Linked DNA regions of Anser cygnoides: region 2 is linked to region 1. Evidence: chromatin contacts called from public Hi-C data. All regions are on one chromosome and are shown on one strand. Each heading gives the region's core, a stretch centred on a gene start, on an enhancer-like site or on the middle of the called end of the contact. The rest is flanking DNA. Distances are from core to core; before and after follow the strand shown.

What was found. A called contact is a pair of places that touch in the nucleus more often than the background predicts.
Region 2: a contact with region 1 is called in a Hi-C map of liver, with 2.5 times the contacts expected there. The contact joins the promoter of LOC106041363 here to the enhancer-like site in region 1. A contact is called at or near these places in 2 of 7 Hi-C or Micro-C datasets (both in liver).

Annotation. Positions count from the first base shown.
Region 1 is chr25:4,928,607-4,934,364 of Taihu_goose_T2T_genome, forward strand. The region is part of intron 2 of MAPKAPK2 (MAPK activated protein kinase 2); the gene reads left to right. Among named protein-coding and RNA genes, the nearest start is that of MAPKAPK2, 12 kb to the left of the region's middle. Within about 2 kb of position 2,380, at least 3 of the 3 cell types and tissues checked have open chromatin away from gene starts, as enhancers often do. A contact at or near this core is called in liver, where this site is marked.
Region 2 is chr25:5,006,129-5,012,246 of Taihu_goose_T2T_genome, forward strand. LOC106041363 (polymeric immunoglobulin receptor-like) reads right to left here and starts at 4,474. Exons shown (of 10, transcript XM_013189763.3): 1 at 3,739-4,474; 2 at 862-970; 3 at 1-270. The coding sequence starts at 898.

The sequences.
Region 1 (5,758 bases), core at 1,130-3,629:
TCTGCTGCTTGGCTGTGCCCGGCGTCCCCCCGGCCCCGAGCCCTTTTCATCAATAAGTGGGATTGAAGGAGCTTGAATTCCTACAGAGCTGGACCCGGGAGCCCCCGGCCAGCCCCAGAGCTGCTTCCCTTCGCCCCGTGTCCGCGAGGGTGCTGGGTGTAAGGGCTGGCACGGGGCTGGCTGAGGAGAGGGGTCCCGAGCAGCAGTCCAGCTGCCGGGCAGGCAGCAAGAAATGCGGTGGTAGGTTTTTTTGATGGCTTGTTTGTTTAAATGCCCCTGCTTTTATGCTTTTATTCCCTTCCCGTGCTACTCTAACAGGCAAAACATGTTCAGGGTACGGAGCATCTGTGGAAGGATCAGCGGGTCTTCCCAGAGCCTGTTTTCACTGTGTGTTTATAAGGTGCAAGAGGACAAAACCTCCGCTATCGACGCCTTGCTCTGCGGTGTTTCCAGTGCCGGACCTCTTAGTGGGAACAGCCTGTGGAGACCGAGCCCAGCGGGTCCCTCTCGGTCACAGTGAGAGGGGAGGTTTTTCCTCTGACGGTGTTTGTGGAGGCATGTGCAGCCAGGCACTGGGTGATGAATTATGCATGCTTGCTGGATGAGGTATTTCGAGGTTACTGCGCTGACCGGGACGCTGGTCTGGGCCCCGTCCTGGCCCTGCCGGGCCTCCCTCCCTCAGCCCTTCCCTCCCTCCTGCCCGCTCCCCGTGCCCAGCGCGGGGCCGCTGCTGGCACTGCCGCGAGAGGCCAGGGAGAGCTAATAATAGCAGCTGTGTCCTGAGTGCTTTAATGAGGTGCCAGCAGGATGCAAAAAGGGCTTTTTAAAATAGAAGCCTAACTGTGTTTTCCTCTCAGCTGGAATTGTCTCGGACGCCTGGCGCAGGGGGGCCGAGCTGCAGCGTGCTGGGGGGAGCACGAAGCTGAGGGTGCTGAGCGCCAGGGTGCTGGGGCGGCCTCACAGGGGCCCACTGGTGCGTGGCAGGAGGCTCACGTCCTCCTCCGCTGCTGGGAGGGCCCCAAAGCCCTTTTCGGTTCCTGTTGCTCTGTGAGGCCACGTGGAAGGGTGGCAGAGGCCCACAGGGAGGGCCGGGCCGCTGCTCGCCTGGCCGCCCGCTCGCCCTCCTGCAGTGCTTTGAGGTCCGGGGTCGGCCCCAAAATGCTTCTCGTCCCTGTGCTTAAGGGGAAGGTGCCCACGGGGAGCTTGGGATCTGGAGCTAAAAGCTTCTGGCTTTTAGCCCGGGTCAGTTCATCCCAAGTGGGGGGATTCATACGAGGTCCTCTGCAGGCCTCGCTGGGTGCCGGGGCTGTGGGGCACCCCTGCAGCAGCAGGAGGAGGAAGAGGAGGAGGAGGAGAAGGCACAGGGCAGCCTCTCACAGCAAGAGCCCCAGTTCGGGGTCAGCATGCTGTTGGGCGAGATGGAGGAAGGAGGTGGGCGACACAGCTCTGTGAGCCTCCCCTTTCCCCTGCCCCTTCGTTAGCGCCCTCGTTATGTGCCTGCTGTGGGTCAGCTACACCAGCTCCGCTCCTGCCCCGTGCTTTCCCCAAAAGGGGACTTGTGCATCCCCAGGGACCCGGGGCAGGGGCTGCCTCGGGGCTGGCAGCTCTGGGGAAGCCGGAGGAGCTTTTAGGGTCATTCCTCCGTGTGTGGGGTGGAGGGACAAAGGCCGGAGGAGGGCGGTCACGGCGGCCGGGGGTGGGAGTGTGTTTGGGGAGGCAGCCGCGGGGCCCCTGCTTGCGCAGACAAAGGCGTGTTATGAAATCCCCGTGTTGCTCTTGTTCCGACCTTCCCCCTGCACGGCACAAAACCTCCTTTCAATAGGAGCAGCGGCCGCTTAACGCAGGAGCTGGTTACGCTTTGCAGGGCTGCATCCAGGCCACGTGGGGACCGGGGGCAAAACGCCTCCCAGCCGGCACAGGGCAGCCCCACGTCCGCAGCGGTGCTGGTCGGGTGCAAACATTGGTTTTGGGTATGGGGAAGTCTGTGCTGGGGGGGTTCGTCACCTCCGGGGCGATCTGGGGTGCTGCGATTGGGGTGCACGTCCCTGGGCTCGACTTCGGAAGGTGTTTGTGAGCCCCGGTGTTGACAGAGCCTGCCGAGGGGATGAAAAGCTTCTAAACAAATCGCTGAGGAAAGGACAGAGTGATGCAAAACGTGCCGTCTGTGCGTCACCGGGCTTCAAGGGCACGTAAATAAAACCTTGGTGATGTCCTGGGTGGCGAGAAGAGCTTCGGGAGCGCTGCGCCGCATCCCGTGGGCTTTCCCCCATCCATCCTCAGCCTGGCTGGGAGAAAGGGGCTCCCCAAAAACGGATTTGGTGGGCTCATCTGGGCCTCGCTGTGCAGACAGGCAGAACATGGCTTTGGGGCTGCTGGAGCCAGGGACCCAAAAGGATGCTTCGAGTGCCCGGTGGCTACTCAGACGGGCACAGACGGCCCCATGGGGCTGAGCACGTCTGTGTGTCTGCCGGGAGGGAACCCCACGGACCCGGAGCCCAGAGCTGGTGCCCTGCGCTGCCACGGAGGCACGAGGGTGCTGCAGTGGGGTTGCAGCAGCGGGCTTCCAAGCTGGGCACGCGCCTTCGGGAGGGAAGTGCAAAGTACGTAGGTCAGAGCTGAGTTAATGGTTTACATTAGTGCTCACTTCTGTATCAAACACACCCATAAATATCAGCCTCTTCCTATCGTAAAGCACATACATTGCACTTTTCCATTCACCGGCACAGCGGCTCTGATAGGAGATCTAATTAGATGCAGGACTTTGAGGGGGGGGCATCTGAAGGGAGAGCTGGGGTGGCCTCAAAGGCTTTGCAAGGAGGTGGCAAAAAAGTGTTTGTGCATGAAGCCCTGGCCTCAGCAGGGTGTAGCTCATGTGAAGATGTTCGCCCCTCCCTTGACTTCTCATTTTCCTTTCACTTTCTGTGGTGCAGATAAAAGGGCCTGAGATGCTGGTGCTGGTGGCGGTGCTGGTGGCGGTGCTGGTGATCTCTGCCTTGCTCCCAAGCCAGCCGGTCCCCTCCCTGCTCAGACCTCGTCTGGTGTCACTGTCACTGCCGGGGGGAGGTGACGTCTCAGCACATGCAGGAAGTGGCAGGCTGAGTTCGGGGCGTTTTGGCCGTGACGCCCCCCATTCACCCCCTGCTCAAGCACCAGTCCGAGCTGCATTGCTGGAACATGTCCTGGCTTGGGAGCGCTGGGCCCAGCAGTGCCGACGCGCTCTGCCCACCCTGGGGGGTGATTTATCACCTCTGCCCTCCTTGTCCCTGGGGAGCGATTTGTCCTTGTCCCACGGGAGCGTGACTGCACTGCCCATTGTGGCACCTACATCTGGTGAGGGGCCCTTTGGGTGCTGAGCCCCAGGTGCAGGGCAGGACCTGGGCCTTTCCCAGTCAGTCCCTGGTCACACTGGGGGAAGCTCCTGGTGCAGGCACCCGTCCTCATGCCCCGTTGGCACCAGCCTGGTTAACGGATGTCCTGATGCACCCCAGGACAGCCTCCTGCGTGACCGGACACCGAGGGTCTCGGTAATGAGTGCTGAGGGCCTGAGCTGGGACCTGACCGTGCAACGCAGACCCCGCTGGAGAGGGGAGCAGCGGGGGAGTCACCCCAATTCACCCCAACTCCGCGTTTTTTTGACGTGCGGTGGCGAGAAGAGGACGATCCCAAAACAAAACCCAGGAACCGAATGATCCCTTAATACTGTTTTTTTCTCAGACACACGAAGCAGAAACTGTTTATTTATCTTCGTTGAACACTCGCGGCGGTGTGCCGTCACTACGAGGCGGTGAGTCAGCGGGGACGCTTCGTGCTGCCGCCCAGCTGCCGTTTACCTGCTCTGACTCTTCCGCGAGCTCCGCAGCCCCCTCCTTGTCCCCGGTGTCCCCGCTGCGCTGGTGGCACTTCCCTCGGCGTCGGGGCAGTGTCCTCGGGCACCTCTCGCGAGGGATGGTGCAGTATTTTGGTGCAGGGCAGTGGGCTGTGGCAGACGGGGGTGTCCTGGCTGCACGGGCAAGGGGGGTGCAGGCCCCCGGCAGGTGGCTCCTGTTTAAGCCCCAGCCTCTCTTCTGCTCCTCGCCTTTGTGCGCCCGGCGAGGCTTTTGTTGCTGCCTGAAAAGCCTGAATAGCTGCCACATCTGTCATGGGCGAGGAAATGCTCAGCAGATGCCCTGGGCTGAGGGGGGTGGGCGGCGGGTGGGGGTCCCCGGCACCCCCCCGCAGTGGGAGCTTGCAGGGGATGGTGCAATGCTCACGGGCGCGCGAGGCCCCTTCGTGCCGGGGCTCTGCCGGCCCCGGTGTTGCAGGTCTCCTTGTGAAAGCGCCGTGCAATGGTTGTGTCGCTTCCCTCTCCAGCCCTCCGTCCTCTGCCCGCTTGTGAAATCGCCCGCTGGCGTCGCGGGGTGGGGGCTGCGTGCGTCTGAAAAATGCGGAGCCACGCAGCTCACGGGCTTGGGGGCTTTGCCTGTTTTGAGCTTCTGTCTGCAAGAGGTGTTTTGGGGGAAAGTAATCTGAATAATTCTCTCCCTGGGATGCTTTTTCCAAGCTTTCCATCTTCCCGGAGACAAATGGGGTATCGAGGATGACCTCTGGTTCGAGGCAGCGGGGGGATGAAGCCGCTAATGCATCGCGTGCGGTGACTGGTGGCTGTTACTGTCTTTCCTTGCGGTCTTTGTGCCCTGAGTGAAGCTGAGCAGGGAGGCAGCCCCGCGGCGTGGCAGGCTGCAATGTGCTACAGGAAGGACATTTCCTCCCCAGGACTGTGTTGCTGCTCCTCCGGACACATCGCCGTGGCACAAACCAACGGGAGGACGAGGTCTGGGGGCTGAAGGCTCTTGTCTGCTGCTCCGTGCACGGGCAGCCCACAGGGGGGTCTGCTCGCCCCTGGGTGCTGCCGGCGGGGAGGATGTAAATGTAACGTAAAGGTCCGTGTGTGAGCCCCGATGATGTGGGGGAGGTTTCCTGAGCCGCATGTTTTGTCATTGGTGTGCTGTAACTGAACGATAAGTGTACCTGCATTGGGTAACTTCATTCCTCTTACGGGCCCTGGGACTTGCAGTTTGATTTCTCTTCCGGAGTTCAAGACCAGGCAGCGCAAGGGGAAGCCGGGCTCCCTCCTGCTCGCTCCGTCCCAGCGGCGTTGGGGCTGGGGAGCTCCCTGGGGGGCTTGGTTGCGTGGGGCAATCCCCCAGGGGCTCCCAAATGCTCTGGTACTAGCGGCAGAGAAAAGAAACAGGGGACGCGGTCAGTTGGTCATCCCGGTCCCTGCACAGCACGTTCAAAGGGTCCGGCACCAGCTCTGCGAACGTGTCACGCAACTGGTGCCAGTTGGCAACCGGTTCACTTGAAAAGATTGGAAGAGGCAAATCCTTTGAAGAGAAACCATTTTGCTTTATTAGGGAAAAACGTTCCTCGCCTTGCTGCCGCCTGGCCAGGACAGCCCCTGCTCTGCTTTCCTCCTGATAACGTGGGCGGGTGACAGCTCGCAGGTCTGTGCTGCGAGTTCATTCCTCGTGCGTCGGGAGCAGGTTACTGTAACCCCCCGGTGTGGGCTGCTCCGTGGGGTGTCCTGCTGCTGGAGGGTCCTCAAAGGCACGGCTCCTGCACAAATAACATGTGTGCTGCTGTACTGGGGGCAGGTGGAGCACCAGTGATCAGGGAATGTAGGGAAATAGGATACCCCGGCTGCAGGAGCAGCCGATGTGCCCGCATGAGCATGGAGCCGGAGCCTCGGTGGCCGCCGCAGCAGGTGAGCAGCCGACGC
Region 2 (6,118 bases), core at 3,224-5,723, 80 kb after region 1:
CCGTGTCGCTGCTCTCCAGCTGTGTCATTGTCACCATGAAGGTGCCGTTCTCTGGGATGTCCTCGAGGGACACCCGGCCCATGTGGCCTTTTGAGACATAGCCAGTGGTAGAAATGATGGTGTAGCAAATTCCATCACTTGCTCTTTTACACCAGTATTTTCTGTCGTGTTTGTTGGTGGGTGTGATTGAGTAGAAGCACTGGTGAGTGACCGACCCTCCAACTGTGCCTGTCAGAAACCGGGGCCCGTACAAGGTACTCAACACCGGCTCTTTGTGGGGAAAGAAGGAAACAGAAGTTGTTTGTTAGAGACAGGCAGGTCCTCCCCTGGCAAAATCAGCCCCATGCCTTAGGGTCAACGGGGGGCTAGGAGCAGCACTGATGCGATACCTGGCTCCAAAAGGCCAGTGTTCATTTTGGACACGATAAGTTACTTTCCTTGAGTGTCCCATTACGGGCTGTGCAGGTGGGAAAACCCTCCCTGACCCACCGGAGCAGGGTGTCCGGCTCCTCCGAGGGCAGAGCTCCCACAGCCCTGACCCTCCTGCCCGGAGTGAAGCATCAGGGGCAGCAGTCAACAGCAAACAGCCAGCGGTGACCTTTGGTGTTTGCAGACTGCCCGCTCTGGCAGCTTTCTTCCCCCCGCAGCGGCGTTGCGCAGGTGGCCGCACGAAGCGCAGAGCAGCGGGGTCCTGCCCGGGGCTGAGCCCGTGCCAGCAAGGTTTGACCCGGCCCCACTCTGCAGGTGGGGTTGGCTGCTGTGCGCATGGGGATTTAGCCGGAGCTGCACCCCCGTCCCCTGCACCTCCAGCTTGCCCTGTTCTCATGGTGGAGGTAGCTGGAGAGTTTCTTGGCAACTCACCTTGCAGCAAAGCTACAAAGAGAAGGAGAACCTCCATGTCCACCTTCCTCAAATGTTTGCTCAGCAAACTTCCAAATCTCACTTTGGACACTGGATTTTGCTGATGTCTCTGTTACCAAACAGAAGAGAGATTGTGGCAGTGATCTGCCAAGGCTGTCTCTGGTACCCCCTTGACGCAGACCACCCACGTCCCTTGCGGCTCCCACCCTGGGACAGGGCGCAGTGCAAGATAAGAGAATTTTAAAAAGAAAACAAGTGCTCGTAGCACTCCTGCATTAATCCCCTGTTGTTCGGGCACGATGGTCACTAAAGACATTGCTGGTAATGACCGCTCATGGGCAGCCAAAGCTCAGGGACCACGCTGCAGACCCAGCACCGCAGACTGAGACCTGTGCGAGCACTGGCTGAGTGCGGGCACGCACGGAAGGGTTTGAGGACCACGGTGGCATTTGCCAAACCAGCAGCTATGAGCCACAACACCTCACCAGGACCTGCGCCCAGCCTCCTGCAGCCAGACCTGCAGGCATCAAGCCTTGTTTTTTTCTATATTTCATTTTTTTTCATTATATTTTTTTTTTTCAGTGCAACAAACCATGCTGCAGCTCTCGGGAATGCCAACAGCACTCCTTAAACATCTCCCGCCGAACTGCAATCATCTTTCCTCCCTTTCTATTTTTCTTCCCTACAACTTTCTGCAGAAAATCTTTGGGCAGATTGCTGCTATCTGTTTTCAGATCTGAATAGAAACGGTGTTTGAGTGTCTCTGATTAGGAAGGGAATTACTTCCTTGTCTGAGTTAAAAATTGACCTCTAATTACTGCGGTTTTATCCCAAAGACTCCCTACTAGAATTCTTTGTTTAAGATTTGCATAACCCCCGCCATGGTTAAAACCTTGATAGGTACAAACCAGGTGATTTATTTCATACTTGTTAACACATTGAGATCACTTCAAAGCGTTTTGGAGATATGAACAAGGAAATGTCGGAAGCACAACGCCATCGTGAGCCTTATTCCCCGTCACGGTGCAGAGCTGAGCCCTGGCCGCCAGCACTGGTGGCAGTGTCTGGGGCTGGATGCCCGCGGGGGCCACGCTTCGGCTGCTGCCCCCCCTGGTCCACAGGCAGCAGGACACGAGGGGCTTGGTCCACGCAGTGGCTCTCTCTACGCCTTGCTTTGGGGGTGACGTGCATCGCTCCTGTAGCTGCGACTCCCCCAGCCGTGAGTTCCAGGCTTGCAAACCTGGCTCCCACCCAGCTCTCGGCCTCAGCTCTCGCGCTGCTGGTAGGAAGCGTGGGTCGGGGCAGCAGAAATGGGCTCTTCCCCTTTCAACACAGGCAGAAGCGCTGTGGCGGGGCAGCTTCTCCAATATACACCACTACAGCTGAGCTAGTGCCTTGCTCTTTTCCTTGTTTTGGGGCTGGGGACATGAGGAGAAGTCCTGGCACCCCAAAATTAATGAAAAAGTCTCTGTTTTTGCCAACTAGAGGCCAAAGTTCCATCATTTAGCTGGCCCAGCTGCTGTGATCCTGACATTCAAGTTAGTATCCGCACAAGACTTTTTTTCCTAAGCAGACGAATTCTGTGCTGGCATGAACGTGCTAAATTCTCCCTGGCATCAGGCCACGAACAACTGAGATGTGAAGTGTCTGCAAGCCCACAGAGCTCCTTGCCTCGCTCGGAGGTGGGTGCCACGCTTGCACAATCACCCAGCTGCAGTCTCTAAAGATCAGGGACAATTACTTCACAACCCCCCTCATTCACTTCTCCATTTCCCACCCTGCAGCAACAGGCAGGGCGTTAGCGAAGAGCCTGAGCCGTGCCCTCCAGGACCACCATGAAGGGCTTTCAAGCTGCTAATAAGGAGATTTCACTTTTTCCAGGAGAAAAGCTAGTCCAATTATCTTGGGTAACTTCAGCTGAGCGCCAGCCGTGCTCATTCAGCCCGCAGCACGAAATGTGTGCTTTCGGGGTTATTGACAGCATCCCCTGGCAGTAAGCTGCGTGCGATCTGCAGGTAGGAGATAGCTGGCTGATGTGCGGGCAGCTAGCCCACGTTGCAAATGACTTATGGATTAGATGGAAGCTAAAATAAAGCACCTTCAGTGAGGTCTTTCTCACCTGCCTGTCTGCGCTTGCAGCACTGTCAGGTTACTGGGCTGCTTTTTTTGTGCTCTCTGTGGGGTCTAATTGTGAAAGATCCTCTGTAGGGGGAGTACTGATGTACGTAGGAGAGTGGACTTGGTTTCCTATCGACGACACAGAGCTGCCAGCTAAATTTTAAATCCATTTAATTTCAGGATTTAGGTGAGGAGGTGTTTTGTTTTTAACCAGCAAAATAGGCATTTCTCACCCCAATAACAGAGCAGAAAGTGAAAAGAGAGACGGAGTTATAAATCCTGTACAAGCAGGCTTTACTGGGACGCATTGATTTTTTTTTTATCCTATCTTCAATTCAGTTCTGTCTTGTGAAAATGTTTATATGCACAGTTTTCTTCACCTGTCTGATTAAGCCACTATCCTGCTACCAACCAAAATAAGCTAGCTGCTGCTACACAATAACTGGACAAAGGGTTTCTCTGGGTGGGTTTGCATAAGAACTTGCCTCATCTACCTCATTTTTGTATGTGTTCTTTGTAAAAAGCCAACAATCTAATTTATAACTTAAAAAAAAACACAGTTACACCAGCTTAAAAAAAAAAAAAACATTTCAGCATAAATGAGTTATGCTACACTTACTACTATAGAAATAATCACCTTAAATTTCAGATCTGTTGCACATTGTAAGTGAAATCCATCAAAGTGGCACATACAAGTGCTGTCTGATAGCATAATACTCCGCTCAACAGTAAATTAAGGGCAAATCGAGGATCACCCACCTGAGGTCAAGATGCTTCTGCTGCTGGAAATTTTCTCCTGCACTGCACTCCGGTTTGGATTTAGTCTAATGAAGTATCTTGCAGCTCAGATGGTCTCTGCTCTGTTCTTGATGTTAAACTGTTTTTTTAATATAGTGATGTCCAGAGTTAAGAAAAATAGTGTATTTATTTTTTAAAGGCCAGGTATGCCTTGCTGAGCAAAATGACAGCCAAAATACTTCGACAATGGTAGAAATGCCACCAACGTACTGAACATGGAACCTGAAAAATGTTCATTTTTAGCCACCAAGTAAGTGATGTGGGTGACATCATGGAACTAAAATAATGAAGAGGTCAGGAGCAGAAATTGCGAAGTTTGAGAGGAGTTCCCCTGTTTTTCAGTTAACTTGCAAAGATTTAACACCAAACGACTGCTTCTAACTACTAGTAGTGAAATGTGATTGCTCGGAACTGCTTCCAGGCAGAACTTAACATGAAGAACGAACTTTGTGTGTCTTACCTCAAACTTCTGCAGTTTGAATGAACCTGACTGCGTTAACCAGCTCATGCCTGTCTGGTGCTATGCTCTGTATGAATACAGGATAAAAAGCTGTTTTCTGCCCCAATGTTTGTTATAAAATTATCCGAGCAGGAAGAATGTAGCATGTGATGACCTGTAGATAGAAGTCCCGCCTAACTAACATGTTTATTTGCTTGTTTTTTTGTCTGTTCTTCTTCTTCTTTTTTTTTTTTTTTCTTCCCCTCTAGTAATTCCTTTGCACTGCAGAGCATACTCAGATGCCTCTTCCACAAGGACATCACCTTCATAACCAGCAAAACTCTATTCAGCCTTCACAATTCTATAAAATGTACGTTCAGACTATTTCTTAAGGAGTTGTGGGGTTTGTTTCTTTTGTTTTCCATGCACTGCTAATCTCTGCTTGCAGGGCTCCATCCCACAGGTTCATCCCATGTCCTCACTTCACTCAGCTAGCCTGAAGAAGTCACCCTGGGAGCTCTGGAAGCGGCCAGAAGCTGGCTCTGGGAAGCTCAGGGCCCTGGTACCCAAGAAGCACAAACCAGCCCAGCTCTCCAGTGCTAAACATTGCTGTCTTTCTGCTGTAATTCCCAGGTAGGCAGCTTCAGTTACAATCAGGTTAATTGAAGAAAATTATATCAGAGCATTGCCACATAGCCTGATTGAACCAAATTGCCAATCAGTGAAGCAGACCAAAGTTGAGAAATCAAAGCAGCATGTCACTAAGGCACAGGGACTCGGGAATACCTTTACGCTCAGTAACTTGTCATTTCATAGTGATTAACTTCTCTCTAATTTTGCTGTGCTTCAACCATTGCATATTTAAAGTCGGGCAGTCAGTGGGTTGCAGGGCCTCAGGAAATGTGCCATCATTTCTTGCTAAGCCCAGAGTTCTGCAAGGTGCGACCAAAGCCCAAAGGCCTGGTTCACGTGGCAGTGGCCATGCTCGTTGCCTTGCAGGGGCTGGAGATGTGGCTAAGGGCTGCCCATTCCCGCACACATGCAATTCCTCTTCCACACTGACCAAGTCATCTTAATCGGCTGAAGCTTGGATGTGGTGGTCGTTATTTCAAAGCTAGGTGTGCATGGTAATGGTTGTGTTATTGCGGGGACTTTGCTCTATTTTTCTATCAAATAAAAATGACGGGTTGAAAAAGTCTCCCTGTGGCAGTTCCGGGAACACCCTGTGCTGGTCCTGCCTCTCTGCATATCTACAGGGCCTGCAAAATATCACAGTGTGAGAAATAGCATGTGGTTAAGAGCGTCCGCAGCGGGGCTGATAGAAACCACTTACTGGAAAGCTTTGGTCTGCCCCGGTGCAGCGCTGCCAGGGTTCAGAGGTCCGACTCCTGCACTCCTTGTACACAGGCATGCTTTGAAGACTGTGATCATGTTTTGTGTGAGTCAATGTTTGAAGCACTTTGGAATCTCCCTGGATGAACGCGTATCTCTATCAAGTAGTTTTGCTTTCTTTATCATGATATGATTACTTATATTGCAGTAATTTTTGTTGTTTTGTACCAAACCTGTGCAATAACCAGCTCACAATATTGATTGTACTGCAACGATATTGGTCTCTCTAAGGATGTTTTTATTTACCGCATTGTTAGCAAAGCAATCGGATTGCCCTTGTACTAGCAATAAAATGTGATGCATAAAACTGATGATAAGAAACGCCTAAGACTGTTGAATGTTATTTATCCGTGCAGCAGATGTGGCTGAAACGTTCAGCCCACGACAAGCTGCCCTCTCCAGGGATCCCCTGCCATGCCAAAGGGGCAGCTGGAGGGTTGTGGTGCAGCTCCTTCCCTCGGCACCCAGAGTCCCCTCTGCAGGTCTGCATTCGAGGGCTGAGGGAGAAGC